2 separate regions of the Pan troglodytes genome follow, and region 2 is linked to region 1. The links are chromatin contacts, called in public HiChIP or PLAC-seq maps. All regions are on one chromosome and are shown on one strand. The core of a region is the stretch at or near the end of the contact, and the rest is flanking DNA. Distances in the headings are between cores, read along the strand shown. Region 1 holds the start of B9D1 (B9 domain containing 1). Region 2 holds the start of ALDH3A2 (aldehyde dehydrogenase 3 family member A2).

What was found. HiChIP or PLAC-seq counts read pairs in DNA pulled down with a chosen protein or histone mark.
Region 2: an H3K4me3 HiChIP or PLAC-seq map of stem cell-derived excitatory neurons shows a contact between it and region 1, with 2.6 times the contacts expected there. The contact joins the promoter of ALDH3A2 here to the promoter of B9D1 in region 1. A contact is called at or near these places in 1 of 7 Hi-C or Micro-C datasets (induced pluripotent stem cells) and 1 of 1 datasets of contacts at active chromatin or transcription factors (stem cell-derived excitatory neurons).

The regions. Positions count from the first base shown.
Region 1 is chr19:51,951,330-51,955,340 of NHGRI_mPanTro3-v2.0_pri, forward strand. It overlaps B9D1 (B9 domain containing 1), which reads right to left and starts at 2,031. Exons shown (of 6, transcript XM_016932250.3): 1 at 1,815-2,031. The coding sequence starts at 1,877.
Region 2 is chr19:52,238,793-52,242,408 of NHGRI_mPanTro3-v2.0_pri, forward strand. It overlaps ALDH3A2 (aldehyde dehydrogenase 3 family member A2), which reads left to right and starts at 1,500. Exons shown (of 12, transcript XR_010153252.1): 1 at 1,500-2,157; 2 at 2,276-2,465.

The DNA.
Region 1 (4,011 bases), core at 781-3,280:
TCTCAAGCTGGTTTAAGGTCTCCTCTTGGCTCCCTTAGCCCTGTGCTTCCCTCCATAAAAGCAATGATTGCCTGTGTCTAAGTCTGTCAATTCCTCTAGACCATGAGTAGAGAAGAGATTTAATGCCTTTCTGCGTCCCCACTGCCTGGCACAGGGCTGGGCACAGATAAGGTCTAAGGCAGGGGTCCTCAACCAGTCCGTGGCCTGTTAGGAACGGGTCCACACAGCAAGAGGTGAGGAGCAGGCGAGCAAGCAAAGCTTCATCTGTATTTACAGCTGCTCCCCACTGCTCGCATGACCACGGGAGCTCCACCTCCTTGTCAGATCAGTGGCGGCATTAGATTCTCATAGGAGCACGAACCCTACTGTGAACTGCACATGTGGGGGATCTAGGTTGCATGTTCCTTATGAGAATCTAACGCATGATGATCTGTCACTGTCTCCCATCACACCCAGATGGGACCATCTAGTTGCAGGAAAGCAAACTCAGGGCTCCCACTGATTCTACATTATGGTGAGTTGTATAATTATTTCATTATTATTTACAAGGTAATAATAGAAATAAAGTGCACAATAAATGTAATGTCCCCAAATCATCCCAAAACCATCCCTCGCCACCTGGTTTTCCACGAAACCAGTCCCTGGTGCCAAAAAGGTTGAGGACCACTGGTGTAAGGGAATGGTGCTGAAGTGAAAGGTCTGAGAACCCAGGAAGCCATCATATGCAAGGCTGGAGTTGAGGCCCTGAAAAGAGGGAGGTGCTGAGAGCAGAGCAGGGAGGAACAGTGTGACTGTCAGTGTGTGTGTGGCGGGGGGGGGTCGCTGATGCTGAGAGCACAGACACATGTGACTCAGCCCAGCCGAGAGCCCCTAATAGGAAAGGACAGGAGAGTGGGGAAAGACGGTCTTAGGCACTAGGCTAAGGCAGAGGCGGACAGGGTGGGAGCATGTAGTATCCCTGATGAAATAGGAAGGCAGGAGACACCTACAAAGCATCAGGCCCTGTCAGAGCCTTACCCAAACTGTCTCAGTCAATCCTCACAATAATATTATAAAATAATAATAAACACCACCTCCAACAGCCTGGAAGGACAGTGTAGTGAAGCTTTGAGGTCAGATAGGCGTGGGTTCAATTCCCAGACAGGCCAGTTCCTTTGGTATATTTCCCCAGCTGTAAAATGGGGGTGTTAGTAGTGCCTATCTGGTAAGGCTGTAAGGGTGGACCAGTGCGGAGCACCGACTTTGGGACATATTGAGGACTTGGTGAGCGTTGGTTTATATTTACAATAAATGATTCCTCTAAAGTGTAGGGGGATGGGGAATAGCGTCCCTCGGGCCTGGCAGGCACACCTTCCTTGGGTCAATTCCAGGCCACCACCATTGTTGGATGGTTGGATTCGAACCCGAGTTCAAGGATCTGGGGATTCAGAACGCGGGACAGTAACTCCACACGGGACACAGCGCAAATGCTGGAAACTCGGCCAAGCCTCGGCTCCTCGCGTTAACCCCAGGAGGCTCCTGCCAGTGATCCAAGCAAGTGGGCATGACCCGTGCGAGGGCCCACAGGCTTGCCCGAGTGTGACCTCGGTACTAGCTCAACATCTCGAGGTCTGCTTCTATTCCTGCACATCGGGACTCAGGGTCCGGGCAACCTCGCGCCAAGCTCTCCAATGCTGGCTCCCCTCCCCCGCCTAACCGAGAGGCTCAGAGGAATGACGTGGCTCTCCGGGGGCCACAGGGCAGCCCGGGGGGTTGCGGGAAGGGCCCCGGGGGACGCTGGGGGGCGGGCCCCGGCGGGGTCCACGGCCGCTCACCTGGGCGCTCTCCACCTGCCCGTTGACCATGAGTAGAAAGACGCTAGGACTCGCGGTCGCCATGGCAGGTCTGGGGGTTCCGGGGGGACCCACCTAGGCCGCGCGCGGTTGCTAAGAGACGCCGGCGTTGCCCTAGAAACAGACGGCGTAGCGCGCAGGACACGTTTCTTGGCAGCGACACCTTCGCGAAGGCCACGCGAGTGCGCGTGTCGCATGCGCAGGCGCAGTGAACGGGCGCCGTTATAAGGGGGCGGGGCACAAGGGGCGGGGCTCCACACCGAGGCTCCACCCCTCCTTAGGGCAGGTATGACCGAGACCTGGGGCGGGAGCGTTGACCTGTCGGGTAAAGCCAGCCCTACCGCTCGACTCAGTTGCACGCGCAGGGAGTGTGTGTTCACTCTGACTCGGCCCGGCTCCCCGTCCCCGCCGAAGCGCAGAGGCGAATGAGAGCTGAGTCCTGGGGAGCAGCGCTCCGACTCACGCCCGCAGCAAGCCGAGTGTTTAAAATACATTCAGCCACTAGATGTCGCTGTGGCCCCACCGCGAGGACGCGGAGGGAGGCGCTGCAGAGCACGGGCGACGTGACCACAGCTGTCGGGGCTAACTCTGGAATGCCGGGTGCTCGGAGGAGGCTCCCCAGCTGGGGCCAAGCAGCGTCCAAGCAGGTGAAAAGGATGCGCCCCTGTGGCTTGGAGACGCTTGCCCTCGAAAAAGTTTATTAAACAAACTTGGGAGGGACCTCAAGAATCCTTACATCCAAGCCATCGCTCTTTAGTTCGAAGCTGGGGAAACTGAGGCCCGCAGCGGGCGGCGCCTGGCACCCCAATCAGCCAGCGCTCAGGGGAGTTGCTAGCCAAAATCCACGAATCTGTCAAGATACAGTCTTGTATCTTAGTGGCCTGTCACAGAGTAAGCACTTGGTAACTACTAACTTGTTGATAAATGAATAATTGAAGACATCTCCATTTTACAGAGGAGGAAACAGATTCAGATGGCAAAGGCAGGTAAGTAGCTAAGTCAGGATTCAAACCCAGGACTCCAGAGGCTAACAACCCTCACTGCCTCTGTCTTGTCCTGGGCCAGCCCCAACAGCATCTGTTGGCAGAGGTGTCAAAGGAGACGTTGGAGACATTATCTTGGATCCAGGAAATGAAGGGATTCACAGGTGTGTAGACTCCCGGGAGGCCAGGCTCCGAGCAGGGACCCCAGGTCATCACATTCTGCAGCTTCTAGCTTGGGAGCAGACTAGGGGAGTCCCATCAACCATCTGCACGAGGGAGGGAAGGAGCAGTCTCAGCCCAGCCTGCACCCACTGAACCACCCCCTGCCTGGTGAGCAAAGATATTTGATCAGGGGAGGGAGGCAGCGGGTAACCAGTTCACACATCTGACAAGAGCAGCTGGGGGAGGGGACGGGTGGGCTGGTGGCCCAAGTGCTGCACCCAGAGCCCAAGACAGGGCCCATTTCCCCTCCTGGAGAGGGGGTCATACTCCCTTCTTCCCCCGCTGTGTCCATCTCTTTCCAGTTAAAGTGCTTTCTCCCACACATTCTATCAGTCTCACCCAATTATTTCCTCCCTTTGGCCTTTGAGGCTCGGTATTGCACACAAGTTAGTTTTCAGCAAAATGCTTGTAGTTATCGAATAACTGGGGGCTCCCAGTAGTTTAAGACCTGGCTATACCAAAGGCGGCCCCACATTCAAATAGGACATAATGGGGGAGTCTCCCCAAGGGGTGGGAAGTTCTAGGGTGGCCTTCAGGGGTACAAATAAGCCCGACCCCTGGGTGTTGGGGAATGGAAGACTCCAGGATAGGATGGGCGGGTGACCAGGCCTAACTTTAACAAGTCTAGTGGCATTAGAAGCGACTTTAGGGGAGGGGTCTCAGGGGCTTGCATAGGGGCTTGCATAGGGCCTGCTAGAATCCTTACCACCAGTTCAAGGGCCCAGTGGAGAGCCTGGTGTACTAGAAGTCCTTGGGCAGGCTGTCCTTCAGGTCAGGACAGTCAGGTTGGAGGAGAAGGTAGTTTCTGCAGATGCTGACACGCAGCGATCTCAGCAGGACACTCTGCAGCTCTTGGGGTGGGATGTAGGGATCTGCAATGGGGTGGGGCAGACCCTCAGCCCAGCTGACATCCAGCAGATCTGCACCAGTCCAGCCATGCTGGTTGTTAACATATATTGCCGAGCTTCCCTGCC
Region 2 (3,616 bases), core at 250-2,749, 290 kb after region 1:
AGTCAAGTAGAGCTGGTCAAACCCAATGGGAAAAAGACCAAAACAACAACAGAAACAAACAAAGAAACAGTTAAGCAAAAGAAATGATCGCACAATTTGTATTATTGAGCGCTCTAATGGTAAGGAGAAATTAAGACCAGCTGGTTGCTAATCTTAACTTTAGTCACCAAGGAGAGTTTCCAAGACAAAACTCCAATTCAGGTGCTTACCTAGGAATAGGGTCCAGGCTCAAGACTGCTCTTTTAGCATTTTAGAGGGAGAAAAAAAACTCAGACTCACCTTCCCTGCTGGAAGCCAGATGAAATTCCAGAAAGGAGTTGCCTCCCCTCCATCGTCAGGGAGGCAGGAAAACGCACCTTCTTTGTTGGGAGTAAGTAAAACTGCAGACAAAGAGGTGTACAGCAAAATAAACTTTAGATCTCAACCAAATTTTGGGACATCAGGGATTCTCTGGAGTGGGGAGCTCCCAGGCCTCAGCAAATTGTCCTGTTTGAGCAATAAAAATAGCCCAAGCTGGTACCAAGCACTGATAGATTTGTCAAAGGTCAGGGCCACCTCCACTGAGTCACTTCCTTTGGCTGCCAGCTTGTAAACCAAAACCAGCTCTCAATCAATTTGGAAGTTTATTTTGCCAAGGTTAAGGACATGCTTGGGAGGGAGGTCTGTGCCTTCATCTAAAGATGATTTTGAGGGCTTCAATATTTAAAAGGGAGGAGCGGGCTGGAGGGGAAAGAGGGAGAACATGGTCATTACTGAATCCACACATTGCACAAATAGAAAAAGGAACAGGCAGGGGAATAGTCAATTATGTATTTGCCTCCTGCTGTGTAAATCAGCACTTCAGTAAGATAAGGTGAGGACAGAGCAGCTACCTGTGGGGACATTTAACCTTTTATCTGTAGCTATCTGCTTAGGGACATAGAGAAAGGCAGTTTCTTGCATGACTCAGCTTTTTGCTTAATTTTTTCCTTTTGGCATAGTGAATTGGGCTCCCACGGTTTTTGTTGTTTTGTACATAAGCGGAGAGTTCATTTGGGCCAGGGCCCCGAGTTATTTTCTTTTCACAAATATACCCTTTAGAGTTCAGAGGAAAGGCTGGGATTAGAGCCTTCTGTGAGCACTATTCATGGGATTACATGAGGGAGTGGCTGTGAAAAGAGGGCCCCGGACTAAGCCCTGGGCACCTGAACAAGTGAGAGGTCAGGAAGGGGAGAAAAATCCAGCAAAGGAACCCCAGAGGACCCGGCCACTGAGCTAAAAAGAAAAGTGCAGAAGAGTGCAGGGAAATGGTAAAGAAAAGAAAGCTTTCCACAAGACAGGACCGATCAGCTGAGCCAACTGCTGCTGAGTACAGTGATGAGAGCTGAAGTCTCTCGCCCGAAAGGCAATAAGGCGGGAGGGGGAAACCTGAGGGCAGCGGGTTCTCTCTTGGGAGCGGGAACACGGAACCATGGGCAGCGAGGCAAATGCAGCCTGGGGAGAAGCTCTGAGTAACGGACGTGCGAGGATGATGCTTGTGCAAGAAGGAAATGACCGCTGTCCCGGCTCCGCGGGAGACGAACCCCGGCTTCCCGCCCTCAGGGACTAGCTCTCCAGGGAACTGGGACGGTCAGTGCCGGTCGAGGCAGCTCCTCGCTGAAGGAAGGAGCAGGGGACAGGGAAGCGGAATGGGGAGCGCTAGGCCTCCAACTACGTCCATCTGGCCATGTTTGAAGAGCCACAAAATGGAGGAGGGAACCCCTCAGAGCGTGCCAGAGCGGAGACGGCTCTCCGTCGCAGTCGGGGCGCTTCCGGCAGGGCGCCCACTCCCAGCCGAGCGCCCTCCGCCTGCTCCTCCAGGATTCCTGTTCGCCCTTTCTGGGGCCGCCCCAGGGCGCTCTCAGCAGGATGGCCAACACCTTCCCTCCATCCCTACACCCCGCCGCCCCCGGGCCCGTGGCCGCGCTCGGCTCCCGCACTGCTCACTCCACCCCCTTCATCCAGCCCGCTGCCAGAGCCGGGGAGAGGGCGGGGGCCGCGTGGGCGAGGCCGTGGACAGCGGCTGTCACGTGGGCCGCCCAGGCCAATAGGGGTGAGGCTTTGGGTCGAGCTCAGTCCTCCCCCGGCGCCTCCGACTGGCAGTGGGACTCAGCGGGCGTGGAGGTCGCGGCTGAGCGAGTGAGCCCTGGGCGAGTGAATTGTGGCTGTGGGTTGACGGTGGAGACACCCCCCGGAGGGAGGCGAAGGGAAGGGAGGCGAGGCCTGCACCTGCATCTTCCCGCCTCCCACGCCCCAGCGCCCCCGGACCGTGCAGTTCTCTGCAGGACCAGGCCATGGAGCTCGAAGTCCGGCGAGTCCGACAGGCGTTCCTGTCCGGCCGGTCGCGACCTCTGCGGTTTCGGCTGCAGCAGCTGGAGGCCCTGCGGAGGATGGTGCAGGAGCGCGAGAAGGATATCCTGGCGGCCATCGCCTCCGACCTGTGCAAGGTACGCACGCGTGCGGCGGGGTGTGGGGAAACTGGCCCCCGCCGCGCCCTTGTGGACTGGAGCTTCGGCTGGGTTTTGTTTTTGCTTTTACATTTCGAATTACTCCAGCACTGGGAGTATGATCTCCAGCAATACAGATAAAGCCAAAGTTCCCGCAGACTTTCCCGGTCCTCTAGCACTTAGAAGGGCATATGTTACCTAGCTTCTGTGGTTCCTTTTCTGCCTTTTCTATTCTTGTCCATTTTTCTGTTACATTTGTGGTTCTTTTCCTTATGATGTGTAGGAACTCTTTGTATATTCTGGATTTAAGTAATTTGTCAGTTTACCGTATTGTGGATACTTTCTTTGGGTTTCTTTCTTTTCTTTTTTTTTTAAGCCAAATTTAGCAGTGGGAGAGTTGCATACCAACTTGAGTAACAGTAATATTAATAAGTTCTGAATAACCCATTACCATCAGACCAGCCTCTGGGTCTATTTCTTGTCTTTTAGCTTTGTTTATGGTTTCTTTGTTAGAGTTTTGTTTTTAAGTTATAGTTGCACTCAAATTTTTCTTCATAACTTTGTGTATTATTAGGTCAGTTCTCCTCAAATTTTAATGCACTAACAGTCACCTGGGGATCTTGTTAAAATGCAGATTATGGTTCAGTATGTCGGGGGTGGGATCTGAGATTCCAAGTTTCTAACAAGGTCCCCAGTGATATCATATGCCTCTTTTGGAAGCACGCTTTGTGTAGCAAAGTTTTTATTGTTTTGATTTGTGTGTGTGGTTTTTTTGTTTGTTTGCTTGTTTTGTTTTGCTTCTAAGTCTCACTGTGTCTCCCAGGCTGGAGTGCAGTGGTGCGATCTCGGCTCACTGCAACCTCCATCTCTTGGGTTCAAGCGATTCTCTTGCCTCAGCCTCCTCAGTAGCTGGGATTACAGGTGTGCGCCACCACGCCCGGCTAATTTTTGTATTTTTAGTAGAGATGGAGTTTCACCATGTTGACCAAGCTGGTCCTGAACTCCTGGCCTCAAGTGATCCGCCTGCCTGGGCCTCCCAAAGTGCTGGGATTACAGGTGTGAGCCACCACCCCTGGCCTGTGGTAGCAAAGTTTTAAGTAGTGTTTTAGGGTGTAAGTATATTCCTGTATGTTTGCTGATAATATTGTTAC